2 separate regions of the Mus musculus genome follow, and region 1 is linked to region 2. A link is a contact called in public HiChIP or PLAC-seq data. All regions are on one chromosome and are shown on one strand. Each heading gives the region's core, a stretch centred on a gene start, on an enhancer-like site or on the middle of the called end of the contact. The rest is flanking DNA. Distances are from core to core; before and after follow the strand shown. Region 1 overlaps Clstn3 (calsyntenin 3). Region 2 holds the start of Nanog (Nanog homeobox).

The links. HiChIP or PLAC-seq counts read pairs in DNA pulled down with a chosen protein or histone mark.
Region 1: an H3K4me3 HiChIP or PLAC-seq map of embryonic stem cells shows a contact between it and region 2, with 7 times the contacts expected there. The contact joins the enhancer-like site here to the promoter of Nanog in region 2. A contact is called at or near these places in 5 of 39 promoter capture datasets (cranial neural crest, embryonic stem cells, hippocampal neurons and 1 more), 5 of 115 datasets of contacts at active chromatin or transcription factors (all in embryonic stem cells) and 1 of 9 other capture datasets (liver).

What each region holds. Positions count from the first base shown.
Region 1 is chr6:124,427,866-124,434,352 of GRCm38.p6, forward strand. Clstn3 (calsyntenin 3) reads right to left here. Exons shown (of 18, transcript NM_153508.4): 17 at 4,093-4,295; 18 at 2,891-3,867. The coding sequence ends at 3,727. Among named protein-coding and RNA genes, the nearest start is that of D830015G05Rik, 16 kb to the left of the region's middle. Within about 2 kb of position 3,471, at least 26 of the 459 cell types and tissues checked have an H3K27ac peak or open chromatin away from gene starts, as enhancers often do. A contact at or near this core is called in embryonic stem cells and stem cell-derived epiblast-like cells, where this site is marked.
Region 2 is chr6:122,705,258-122,711,839 of GRCm38.p6, forward strand. Nanog (Nanog homeobox) reads left to right here and starts at 2,308. Exons shown (of 4, transcript NM_028016.3): 1 at 2,308-2,676; 2 at 6,281-6,546. The coding sequence starts at 2,526. RefSeq lists promoters at 21-2,522, 2,004-2,385, 2,048-2,453, 2,116-2,342, 2,258-2,448, cis regulatory regions at 2,101-2,106, 2,192-2,199 and an enhancer at 2,144-2,181.

The DNA of each region.
Region 1 (6,487 bases), core at 2,221-4,720, 1.7 Mb after region 2:
TGACCCTTCCCAAAAAAGCCCCCGAAAGGGGAGGGATGATGGGTGGATAATTCCAAGAGAGCCCAAAAGCTGCACCCTCCACTGAACTTGCAGCCAACCTCCCTGGCAACACTGAGGCAGGGTTCCAGGGTTCTGGTTTGGTAACATGAAGAAAGACACAGTGACACTTGAGCCGGCAGTTGACACGCTTGCCTCTACAGTGTGGCTTCCCAGTAGCTCAGCACTTGCTTCATCATGGATAAAGCTAATTAATTTTCCTGGCCAAGAGTGGACTTAAGAGGGACAGAGCCTCCCACTGCAGGAGGGGAAAATGAGTGAGGCCGAGGGAAATCTGTTTGCTACGTCTAATTAAATTGAGACTAGTTGAGCTTGAAATCCAGCCAATCCTGAAGTCCTAGGGCTTACCCATCAGTCAAATGCCTACCTCCTTTCCCATGCCTTCTTCCCTCTCAGGAAGCAGCTGGAGAGAGCCAGGTTCTGTAAGAGAGGTTAAAGAATGTTCTAGGAGATCTTGAGCAAGAAAAGAAAGACTCATTTGGAGTCTTGCCTGCTGCCCTTTCCCTAGATCATTGAAGTTGGCACCTTGCCTAATTCTATTCTCTCTCTCTCTCTCTCTCTCTCTCTCTCTCGTGTGTGTGTGTGTGTGTGTGTGTGTGTGTGTGTGTGTGTGTGTGTGTGTGTGTGTGCATGCTAAGGCAGAGACAGACAGGATATAGAAACAGAAACAAGGAGACTGAGAGAGGCCAGGTAAAAGGGCAATCAAGAGGTCAGGAGCAGGAATTGAAGACATTTGATGGTGCAGAAATGACAAAGAATGAATGAAGATTCCAAGGGAGTCACAGCATAATAAAAGCAGATAAAAATAATGGCAGGGCGTGGCTTCTGCCCTTATGAATAGGAAGACTCGGTCTCTGAGATCCAGGGTGAGTGAGGACCAGAAGGTTGAAAAGAGGGAGGAGAGGAAGGTTGTTTGCACTGGAAGCCAGGTCCACAAACTTCAAAAACTCCTCTACTCTCTTGGGAGTTAAAGCTTCCCATTGTCCCAAGCCTCTGAGCTCCACCTTGGGATTCTGGGGACTACAGGAACAGGCTGACTCCTATGGTATTGTCACAGATAGGCAACAGCAGGACATCCAAGCCAATGGCTATAGGAAGACATACTGCTGGGCACCTTCTGGGACACCTTCCACCCCTGGCCTCCCAGGCCAATGGGTCACCAAGGCAGCGCTCCTGTATCTCACCAGTAAGTCTTCTTGGAGTCTCAAGATTACCCACAACTTCATGCATCTGAGCCCCTGGGGTGCGCCTGGCCCTACACAAGTTGCAGGGTATACAGAGAATCTATTTGATAGAGATAGGTGTGTTATAGCCTCATGGGACATGCTGTCATGGAGGTGTGACCACGGGGTATGTGAACACCGAAGACTGAAGACCTCTTCTCTGCTATTCGGCAGCTAAGAGGAGGAAAACATGACTGACAGAACAATTCACACAAGGACACAGAAGCAAGAAAAAGCAGTGTGACTCCAGAAAGTGCCGGTGGCTTTTGTTCCCTGCATTCAGGTGTGCAGAGATAGTGATGGCAAAGAAGCCATCAAGGGAAAGGAGCTAAGAGGCTGCCAGAGCATCTGCTATTAACCAAACCAGTGACAGGAAGGAGAATGGCATAGGTGGAATTGTGCATTACAAAGGCCACTAAGACTCAGAGTTAACGATGGACTGAAATGGGCCAAGACAGAGGAGCTGGAGGCAGGTAGGGGGCTCTCAGTGAAGAATGCAAATCCGAGTGGCATCAGCTGCAGCGGCAGCCTGGCACGTCTAAGAAAACTGAAGAAGCAATGACAAGGTGTGGTCACCATTTGAACATGGGCATGGGTGAGAGGAATCTAGACCAACTGCCTGCTTTCTGGTTGAGGACACTGCATAGGAAGCATAAGCAGAGGTAACCATGACAACAGAGTTTGAGCAAAGGCTAAGTCTGAGACATAGGTTGCCCAGGTCTTCATACCAACAGATAGGGGGAAGGACCAGAAAGGAAGTGCCCGGGTGAAAGACATACAGCAGACAGCTGAGAGTTGGAGCTGTGAGCTGGGTCCAGGGCATCCGATGGAAGCTGGAGAGGTGAACGGAGCATCAGCGGACTAGGCAGCCCCAGCTCCACCCCCACAGTGCTATAAAGGACCACAGAGAACTAGGAAACACTAACGTTCTAAATCACCTGCCCTTCAGAAAGGAACTAAGGTGTGTGTGGTTCGCTGTATGGCCTAGGGCAGGGACAGTACAGGAAGGACAGTGTCTACAACAGCAGTCCCCTCTCTGCTAGCTCCATCTCCTTCTGTCCTTTATCACCTAAGGCCTAGAGACACAAAGGACAGTGAATAAATGGCCCAAAGGTTGAGGACAGACCAGAACCTGCCATACTACCATGTCGGCATGAAGAGAGCTAAGGCTGCTCAGCAGCCATGGCAGGGGTGTGGCAAAGCAGAGCCCTTGGGCCTGAGCTACAGATTTCCTCCACAAAAAAAAGAGCTCTTGATCTCGTGGTTGCAAAGAACAGAATCACCAGTGTCCTCCCTTACGCTTTCTGACTAGGAGCCCTAGGAGCCAATGTGCTCTAGTTGGGATTTTGAAAGAGGGGGAGGGGCTGACAATGTCCCCAGAGAGCAGTGGGCATCTGCACATGCATCTATGTCATCCCTTTCCAGGATGCAGGGGGAAGGACACAGTGTGAGTCCTCCGCCCCCATCTTACATTCCCAGTGACAACCTAGGAATTTACACAGCCAGAGCCAACCCTACCCTGTCACCTCAACCTGCTCAGAGGCCTAAATGGCCCCTAAGATCAGAAAGCCCACAGTCACACAGAATCAGCCAGGTAAACAGCAAGCAAGAACTTTTTTCTAGTTGTTTTATTTGAAAACCCTAGGGTGCGGCCCTCCTTTACCACACCCACCCCCTACCCTCATCCCAGGACATGACAATGCCACGCACACGCACACATACAAGGCTGTGAGCTGCACACAGAAACACAGGAGCTGCGCTCACGACAACATTGAAAAAATATACACTATATATAATACACCCCCAGGGTCCCCCTCCTCCTCCTTCCCCACAACCCAGGCAAAGCAGGCCATGGAGAAAGGAATAGAGACAGTAAGACCTTGGTACTGCTCAGGCAGGAGAGGAAAAGAGGACAAAAGAGGGAGGAGGCTGAGAAGAGGGAGGAGCAGGGATCCCCAGAGTGAAATGGAAATAGAGGCGAGGGGATCCTAGGGGAAGCGGGAGGGGGAGGGGCAACAGAAGGAAAGCCCTCACGGACAGAACAGAGTAGAGAAGGACACAGCAGCAGGCTCCCATCAATTGCATTCCCACCTCAACCAAGGCTGTTGACATCCCCCTCCCTAATACAGTGCATGGCTGGCACAGTATGCTGCCACAGGTAGGCTACAGGGCAGCCAAAGCCATCCAGCCACTCTCCCAGGGCAGCCAGCTGGGGCAGACACCTCAGGAGTACACCAGGGGAAGGGCAGCCCAAGGCAGGGGCAGGCTGAAGGAGGAGGGCAACTCCTGTGGGGCCTCCTGGGGTTCTGAGATTGAAGGACTGCTCCAAATGAAGAGCTCTTTCTCCCCCCTCGGTCTCTCTTCTCTCAAAATGCCGTTCTCCCTTTTTTTTCCTGAGTGCCTGTCTCCCCAGGGCAGGCCTCTCTCTCTTGGCAGGGTTGGCGCCTCAATAGCGGTGTGGGGGGCTCTCAATGATGCGTCTCTCATCACTGCTGGGGGAGTCGGCTGCTTCCGAGTCACTGCTGTCCTCTTCCTCTTGCTGGCCACCAGCCACCCCTGCCACACAGGTCTGCTGGTTCTGGTAGGACTGGAGAAGACAAAAGCAGAGAGCGAGAGCTCAACAGCCTAGCCACAGGCAGAACCTCTCCTTGAGGACACACACAAGCATGCGCCATTGCAGAGTCCCTCCCCAGTCTCATCCTCCCCCCACCCCCACCTCCATGAGCTCAGCAGCTGCACCAGCACCAAAAGCTTTCGCATCAGGCGTGGGTCCTCAGCAGGAGTATTAGCTTCATCCCTCCAGGCCACTCACCTCCATAGGATTGACAATAATGGTGAGAGCAGAGTCATCCCAGAAGAGGTCAGGGTCCTTCGGGTCAGTGGAAGCCCCTGAAGGTCCGCCAGTTCCTGAGACGCGGCGATGAAGGGAGTGGATCCGAACGAGGCCGAGGATAACCATAAGCACCAGAAAGCCCACGCATACCACAATGATGAGAGTCGCAGCACTGGGGACCACTGCAGGGAGAGCAAGGGGTCAGCAGAACCCAGCATACCTGGGCAATTTGGGCTCAGAGGTTGTAGGGTGCCGACGGAAGAAACTACTCAGTGGGAAAAATCCAAGAGTAAATAAACCACAGCCACCAAAGTGATCTTGAGGAGGCAAACAACCTGAGAGACTGAAAGAGCAACAGACCCCAGCAGGAAGTGTAAACTGGAACGGAAGAAGAGAGAGGCTGCTCCAAGGGCCAAAGGCACACAGACAGGAAGGCAAATGTACAAAGGTGGATGGTGTGGAGAAGGCCCCCAGCCTACTGCTGCCTTGAACAGCTATATTGTCTTTGGATAAATGGCAAAAACTAGAAGCTTCCTGTCTTTCTGCCTGGATCTTCCCCAGGTACCACCACCTCCCCAGAGGGAAAGAGAGGGTCAGCTGCAGAGGACTGACTGGGATGAGAAGCAAAGCAACTCTAAGCCTGGCCTGCTGACCAGAGAGAGGAATCACAGTCCCCAAGGCTGAGGACAGGTCCCTTCACTTACCCACCTCGTCTGGGCTCACTCCTGTTCCGTGACACCTCCCTTCTCCTTGTGGGCCTGAGGTTCCTGGTCCTGCAGGGCTGCTGTTCCTGCGGAGTCTCCCCCTGAGGTCTCCCTACTTCCACCGCTGCACTCCGGGGCCTCCCACCCTGAAGCCTCATTCTGATGCCCAGGTTCAGGGGTACATGGACTCTCACAGGCAGTGAGAGACAGAAGGGCATATGCACTCTCACATGGACCTTGGAGCTGATGGTGGAAAAGCAGATGTGCAGACACAGGCACATGCCAATGAAGAACGAGTGGGCACACAGCTGGACAAACGTCGCCATGCCCCATACCCGAGCCAGGCCTCTAGTTACCCACACAACTGCCTGTACCAGCCACCTAGCAGCCTGCTCACACAGTAGGATTAATGGGATATGTGTCAGAGTCTCTAGCATGCCTCCAAAGAGCCGTATGAGCAAGGTCACCCAACTCCCTACCAGCTGTGCAAACCAAGCACCCCCCTGAAGGAAGACATAAACGCTACAGACCTGGACCCTGAGGGCCACAGAACGAGCAGCCATAAACACAACCTGGGCCCCATTCTGTGCTGCCAGAGAGAGCACTCGGAGAAGCACAAGGAAGCAAAGCAGAGGAGCCCCAAATCCCAGAAACAGCAAATGGAGGAAGAGACCCCATAGATACAGTCCCAAGCCCAGAACCCTCCTGGGCAGCTGGATCGCTACCTGCCACATGGGTTCTCGATGCCCTTCACACCCCAAGCAGTCCTATTCCTGAGAAATAGCCCGTGCTTGTGTGTGTGTGTGTCTTGGACACCCACTAGCAGTCACGCACAAGCAAGCTCTACATAAAGGTCACATTGCAACCCGCTTCAAATCTACCTCCATCCTAAAAGTCACATGTTACGAAACAGAACCTGAGTGTAGAGGAGATGACATCAAAGGTCCAAAACACCCAGCTGCAGACCCCTCTTGCCAGCTGCCAGGCACACACACTGCCACCACTCCAGGACCAAGCAGGTAAATGAGAATGCCTGCCGGGGCTGTCCCAGCAGCCACACAGCACCCCAAAGCCACCCTGATGGTTCTCTGTCAAGCTAGTTCACATCCCAACATGACCGATGGCCCATTTTGTACTACTTGCCAAACAGATCTAACTCCGTAGGGGTGGGGCCGGCAGGCTCACTCACTAGGCTCTGGCTCCAAGGCAAAGATCGGCCTGGTTGGATCAGCATTTCTCAACTGCCTGGGTATGGGGGAGGAAGGGGAGTGGGGGCAGAGCTTCTCTTTCTATGCAACGGTCCAAAACAGCCCCTCTCAGGTCCCCAAGTCAATGGACAAGTCCAAGGAGTCACGACCCTGCCAGAAGATGGCCCCGTGGCTAAGCCCAGGCAATCCCACCTTCTGAGTGCAAGCCACAGCAGATGTGACTTCAAAAAAGGACAAAATGCAAATACTCCAGCTGTAGGCCAACAACTCTGATTCATTAGCATAAACCAGAAGGTTGGGAGAATTTTTAAATTAGCTACAGACAAAAATCAAGACCTTGAAAGCCCATTAGATCTTGCTAAACACAGCAAACTCTGACCTTGGGTGACCACTGCAGCCAACATTAAGGGATGATTTAGCAAATGGTTCATGTGATCATAGGGACACTGTTGAAAGCACTGT
Region 2 (6,582 bases), core at 1,058-3,557:
GAGAGAGAGAGAGTGGTGTAAACAGTGGGTCTGAAGCCTTCGAGGGAGGAGGGCAAGATGCCGCGCTCTGCGTTTCTCCAGCTGGATGTGGACAGAGGTCAACCAGCCACATTAGTTTATGTCTAAAAGTGTCTAATTGAAACAAGAAATGGCTGCTTTAGCCGGGTGTGGTGGCACACGCCTTTAATCCCAGCACTCAGGAGGCAGAGGCAGGCAGATTTCTGAGTTCAAGGCCAGCCTGGTCTACAGAGTGAGTTCCAGGACAGCCAGAGCTACACAGAGAAACCCTGTCTCGAAAAACCAACCAACCAACCAACCAAACAAACAAACAAAAAAGGAAATGGCTGGTTTAATTATATCACACTGTTCATCAGAATAAAGAGAAAAATCTCAAAAAAAAAAAAAAAAAAAAAGAGGTTCAGTCAGGCTGGGCAATGGAGGCAGTAGTGGCCGTGGTGGTCTTGGCAGCAGTGGAGGCCTTGGTGGCAGTGGTGACAGACAGTGATAGTGTGGCAGCAGTTGAGGCAGTGGTGGTCGTAGTGGCAGTGATGGCATTGGTGGCAGGGTTGGTGTGGCTCAGAGGTGGCAGTGGTGGCAGTGGAGGCATTGCAGGCTTTAGTGGCAATGGTAGTGGGGCAGCAGTGGTAGCCATGGTGGCACAGTGGTAGCAACGGTGGTAGTGGCAGCCGTGGTGGCCGCAGAGGCAGTGGTAACAATGGTGGCTTGGTGGCAGTGCTGACAGTGGTAGTATTGGTAGCATTGGTGGCAGTGGAAGAAGGGAAGTGGTGGTAATGGTGGCAGGGGTGGCAGCAGAGGCAGACAGTGGTGACGATGGTGGCAGTGGTGCTGTGGCACAGTGGTGGCATTGGTGGCATGGCACAGTGGTGGCAATGATGGTGTGGTGCAGTGGTAGCAGTGGAGACAGTGGTGGCAGTGGAGACAGTAGTAGTATGGTGGCTGTGGTGGCCATGGCGGCAGTGGTGGCACATACAGGCCTTTAATGCCAGCACATGGGAGGCAGAGGCAGTTGGCTCTCTGTGAGTTGGAAGCCAGCTTGTTCTACAGAGCAAGTCCCAGGACAGCCAGGGCTACACAGAGAAACCCTGCCTAGAATAATAACAAAACTCAAACAAACACCACCAACCCCCGCGCTCCGCCCCGCCCCCCCCAAAAAAAACCCCAAACCAAAAAGAGCCATTCAAGCTTAGTCTTTTGTAGAATAAAACCCAGGAAGAACCACTCCTACCAATACTCACTGTGGTAGAGTCTTCACATGGGAGATGTTACGAGAGGACGGCCCTTCCCTCTCTGCTTATACACAGAAGCCGACTTAAGCTGGGTTAGAGTGCTTTCACTCACTTATCTGTGAGCACAAGGACTGATCGGCAAACTTTGAACTTGGGATGTGGAAATAGGAAGATCAGGAGTTTGGGACCAGCTAGAGCAATAGACTGTGAGGCCAGTCTCGGGTACGTGAAACTCTATCTCAAAGAAATGACCAAAACCAAATTTGAAATACGATAAATTTCTTCTTCCATTGCTTAGACGGCTGAGGCACTTGGGATTGCAGTAAGTCTGAAGCCAGCCTAGGTTTTACAGTGAGAACTTGTCTCAAAACAAAACAGAAGGCCTCTACATTAATTTAAACACTCCTTAAATTGGGCATGGTGGTAGACAAGCCTGGTCTACATACTGAGTATAAGCTACTCAAGGCAACAGAGAAAAACCTGTCTCAAAACCAAAGCATGGACCAACTTACTAAGGTAGCCCGAGTCTTAAGCAGGACACAGGCTCTTTCTTCAGACTTGCGTTAAAAAGCCGCACTTTTGGAGGGAAGATTTCCCCAGGTTTCCCAATGTGAAGAGCAAGCAAGAAACGCTGAGTGCTGAAAGGAAAGCCGTGTATAAACAGAGACTTTGGCAGCAAGGTCTGACTCTTTCATGTCTGTAGAAAGAATGGAAGAGGAAACTCAGATCCCCCACTTGACCTGAAACTTCCCACTAGAGATCGCCAGGGTCTGGAGGTGCAGCCGTGGTTAAAAGATGAATAAAGTGAAATGAGGTAAAGCCTCTTTTTGGGGGGGGGGGATGTCTTTAGATCAGAGGATGCCCCCTAAGCTTTCCCTCCCTCCCAGTCTGGGTCACCTTACAGCTTCTTTTGCATTACAATGTCCATGGTGGACCCTGCAGGTGGGATTAACTGTGAATTCACAGGGCTGGTGGGGCGTGGGTGCCGCCTGGGTGCCTGGGAGAATAGGGGGTGGGTAGGGTAGGAGGCTTGAGGGGGGAGGAGCAGGACCTACCCTTTAAATCTATCGCCTTGAGCCGTTGGCCTTCAGATAGGCTGATTTGGTTGGTGTCTTGCTCTTTCTGTGGGAAGGCTGCGGCTCACTTCCTTCTGACTTCTTGATAATTTTGCATTAGACATTTAACTCTTCTTTCTATGATCTTTCCTTCTAGACACTGAGTTTTTTGGTTGTTGCCTAAAACCTTTTCAGAAATCCCTTCCCTCGCCATCACACTGACATGAGTGTGGGTCTTCCTGGTCCCCACAGTTTGCCTAGTTCTGAGGAAGCATCGAATTCTGGGAACGCCTCATCAATGCCTGCAGTTTTTCATCCCGAGAACTATTCTTGCTTACAAGGGTCTGCTACTGAGATGCTCTGCACAGAGGCTGGTAAGGAATTCAGTCCCCGAAGAACCCAGTAAATTAGGGTAAGAGTAGAAAAAACGGGCTGAAGGGTTATTGCTTCTTTATGAACCGTAGTAGTCATTAACATAAGCGGGTGTCCTTATCACTCTTCTGGAAACCCCTCTGAGTTTGACCGGTGATACGTTGGCCTTCTAGTCTGAAATAGAGATCCGGGACACAGGACGGAGCAATATAAGGCTCTTGTGTGTATTTGAGAACCTAAATATTTGGGCTCTTTGGAATATGTTCGGGGGCAGTGAGTGGTGTCTTCAGTAGCAGGGAGACCTAACATCCTAGCTTGGAATGAGCACCCCATTTTTTTGGTGAGGTTATACAGTTAGTTTGCAATTTGCCCAAATGGCCGTTTTCTCCAGCAGAAGCAGTTAGCATTTCTCTCAACCTTTGGGAATATGGATGTCACTTAGCAGTTCTGGGTTTGTGAGCTCAGTGCTCCTTCCAAACCCCAAACAAGTGTACACAGTTTAAGTCATTCATTCTTATAGCTAGCATCTGGAGCCAAGGTCTGAAGCTCATTGTCTGTACAGAGTCAGCCCAGTACTCAGGCTTGTAAATGGTAGAACCAAGAGGCTGCTAGGCTGTGTGTGCCACGGTGCTCAGGTGCGTGTTGTGATGCTCGGGTGTGTGCAGCGATGCTCGGGTGTGTGCAGTGATGCTCGGGTGTGTGCAGCGGTGCTTGGGTGTGTGGAGCGCTAGGAAGTGTGTGTCCCCTTTTTTCTGAGCTTTTAAGTTAATGTCTGTCATCTTGATTTTTCTGATTTATGGGTTCAATTTTTGATTTTTTTTTTGTTTGTTTTTTTTTGTTTTTTCGAGACAGGGTTTCTCTGTGTAGCCCTGGCTGTCCTGGAACTCACTTTGTAGACCAGGCTGGCCTCAAACTCAGAAATCCGCCTGCCTCTGCCTCTGCCTCCCTCAATTTTTGATTTTGGAGGTGGGAAAAGTGCTGGGTTAGGAATGAACGGGTGGGGATAGCCTTTGTAAGTGATGTGTGTTTTTAGAGCATGTGTGTAGAGCATGTGTGTTTGTAGTGCGTGCCCCTAGTGCCAGCAGATGGCATAATTTTCCATTTAGAAGCTGCTTTCAGGGCTGTCTACTTATTTGCTAGACTGCAGGCTAACCTCAGCATTGCCATCAGCGTGGAGCACAGATGTCTTCAGTGTAGGAGGTGTCTTCTACCTGCTGCTGGATCTAGGAAATGTTGGGGCAAAGCTTGGTGGAGGAGCACTTGTCTCTTGCTGAAGGCCCTGGAAAAAAACAAAAAAGCTAACCGAAGAGCTAGAGGGTCAAGGATAAGAGAAACGAATTTGGTTAACCGAAATTTTACTCTAGTAATTAATAATTAACTGGACCCTCTGACTGGCTGCTCTTGTACTAGCAGAAAAGATGGTGGGATATTTTTATTTATTTATTTTTTTAAAGATTTATTTATTATATGTAAGTACACTGTAGTTGTCTTCAGACACTCCAGAAGAGGGCGTCAGATCTTGTTACAGATGGTTGTGAGCCACCATATGGTTGCTGGGATTTGAACTCCAGACCTTCGGAAGAGCAGTTGGGTGCTCTTACCCACTGAGCCGTTGGATGCTCTTACCCACTGAGCCATCTCACCAGCCCCAGTGGGATCATTTTAAAATATACCTTTAAAAAAAAATTGGGGGTGGGGGGTGTCTAAACTCAGGACTGTGCATTCCTAACAACAAGTGATTTAACCCTGGAAATTTCCTTAGATAACATTCAGTATAATGGATTTCGTCATGACATTTTTTGTTCATAAATATTAGTTCATCCCTAAATGTTAATGTGTGTGTGTGTGTGTGTGTGTGTATGTATGTATGTATGTATGTATGTATATATGTATGTATGTATAGATATAGCTGACTCAGTGGTAGTAGAGTATGAAAGGTCCCAACAGGATTCTATTCACCCAGCACCATGCAAAAATCTAGGCGAGATAAAAGTCCCCCCAAACCTGAGTCTTTGGATAAACCTCCACTCAGAAGGTAGAGAGGTAGGACCCAGAGAGCAGGCCAGCCTTGGCTACCTGAGACCCTATCCCTTAGAAAGAAAAGAAAACCACAAACATAGACTAGATCCTCTGCTGCCTAAGCTCTTGTGCTGTCTTGTCTGTCTGTCTCTATTTGTTGAGACGGGCTGATCTCAAATTCTCCCATCTCAGCTACTGGAGCAGGGGGGCTTTAGATTTGTGCTACCCACTGTCAGGATCAGAGGTTTACAGTGTAGATGCGGTCACGGTTCTAATGAAGAGGGAGCAGGGAGAAGGGATTGGAAAGAGCAGACTACAAACTCAAACCTGTCTTCATCCTGCCATTGAACTGAGTATTGTTTGGTTAGTTGTCTTTTTTTTTTTTTAAATAGGATTCCCAGGGTCTAATTGTATAATTTAAATAACTAATGAAACTTAAAAACACTGTATGTAGGGCTGGTGAGATGGCTCAACAGGTAAAAGCACTGACTGCCCTTCCCAAAGTCCTGAGTTCAAATCCCAGCAACCACATGGTGGCTCACAACCATCCGTAATGAGATCTGATGCCCTCTTCTGGTGTGTCTGAAGACAGCTACAGTGTACTTACATATAATAATAAATAAATATTTAGCAGAGACATTCTTTTTTTTTTTTAATTAATTAATCCCATGTGGTTGCTGGGAATTGAACTCAGGACCTTCGGAAGAGCAGTCTGCACTCTTAACCTTAACCGCTGAGCCATCTCTCCAGCCCCCTAAGTAGAAACATTCTTAAAAAAAAAAAAAAAAAAAAAAAAAACACTATAAAAGGGAGATCTATGCAAAATGGTGTTACCCAGGGGTGACAAAGTATTCCAAGAATACTTTCCAAAAATTAGGTTTTTCTTGTTACTTAGATCTATGAAGATAATTGCTTTGAAAGTAAATATAGCCGGGCGTTTAATCCCAGCACTTGGGAGGCAGAGGCAGGCGCATTTCTGAGTTCGAGGCCAGCCTGGTCTACAAAGTGAGCTCCAGGACAGCCAGGGCTATACAGAGAAACCCTGTCTCGAAAAAACCAAAAAAAAAGAAAAAAAAAAAAAAAAAAGAAAGAAAGAAAGAAAGAAAGAAAGAAAGAAAGAAAGAAAGAAAGTAAGTAAATATATTAAATGTAACATTTAATTATCTGGGAAAATGATTTATTTGTTTGGTTGGTTTTGTTTTTGTTTTTTTGGTCAGGGTTTCTCTGTGTAGCCCTGGCCATCCTGGAATTTACTTTGTAAAACTGACTGGCCTTTTTAAAATTTATTTATTATATGTAAGTACACTGTAGCTGTCTTCAGACACACCAGAAGAGGGCATCAGATCTCATTACGGATGGTTGTGAGCCACCATGTGGTTGCTGGGATTTGAACTCAGGACCTTCGGAAGAGCAGTCAGTGCTCTTAACCGCTGAGCCATAACCCCCACCCCACCCCGTGAACTGACTGGACTTAAACCCATAATCTGCCTGCTTGAGTGTCCCAAGTGCTGGGACTAAAGGTATGTACCACCATGCCAGGCTGAGAATGTCTTATTTATTAACAAGTTATCTATTTATTTCTAACAGCCTCTCCTCGCCCTTCCTCTGAAGACCTGCCTCTTCAAGGCAGCCCTGATTCTTCTACCAGTCCCAAACAAAAGCTCTCAAGTCCTGAGGCTGACAAGGGCCCTGAGGAGGAGGAGAACAAGGTCCTTGCCAGGAAGCAGAAGATGCGGACTGTGTTCTCTCAGGCCCAGCTGTGTGCACTCAAGGACAGGTTTCAGAAGCAGAAGTACCTCAGCCTCCAGCAGATGCAAGAACTCTCCTCCATTCTGAACCTGAGCTATAAGCAGGTGGGGTCCTTAGAAGTTGCTGTAATGTAACACAAT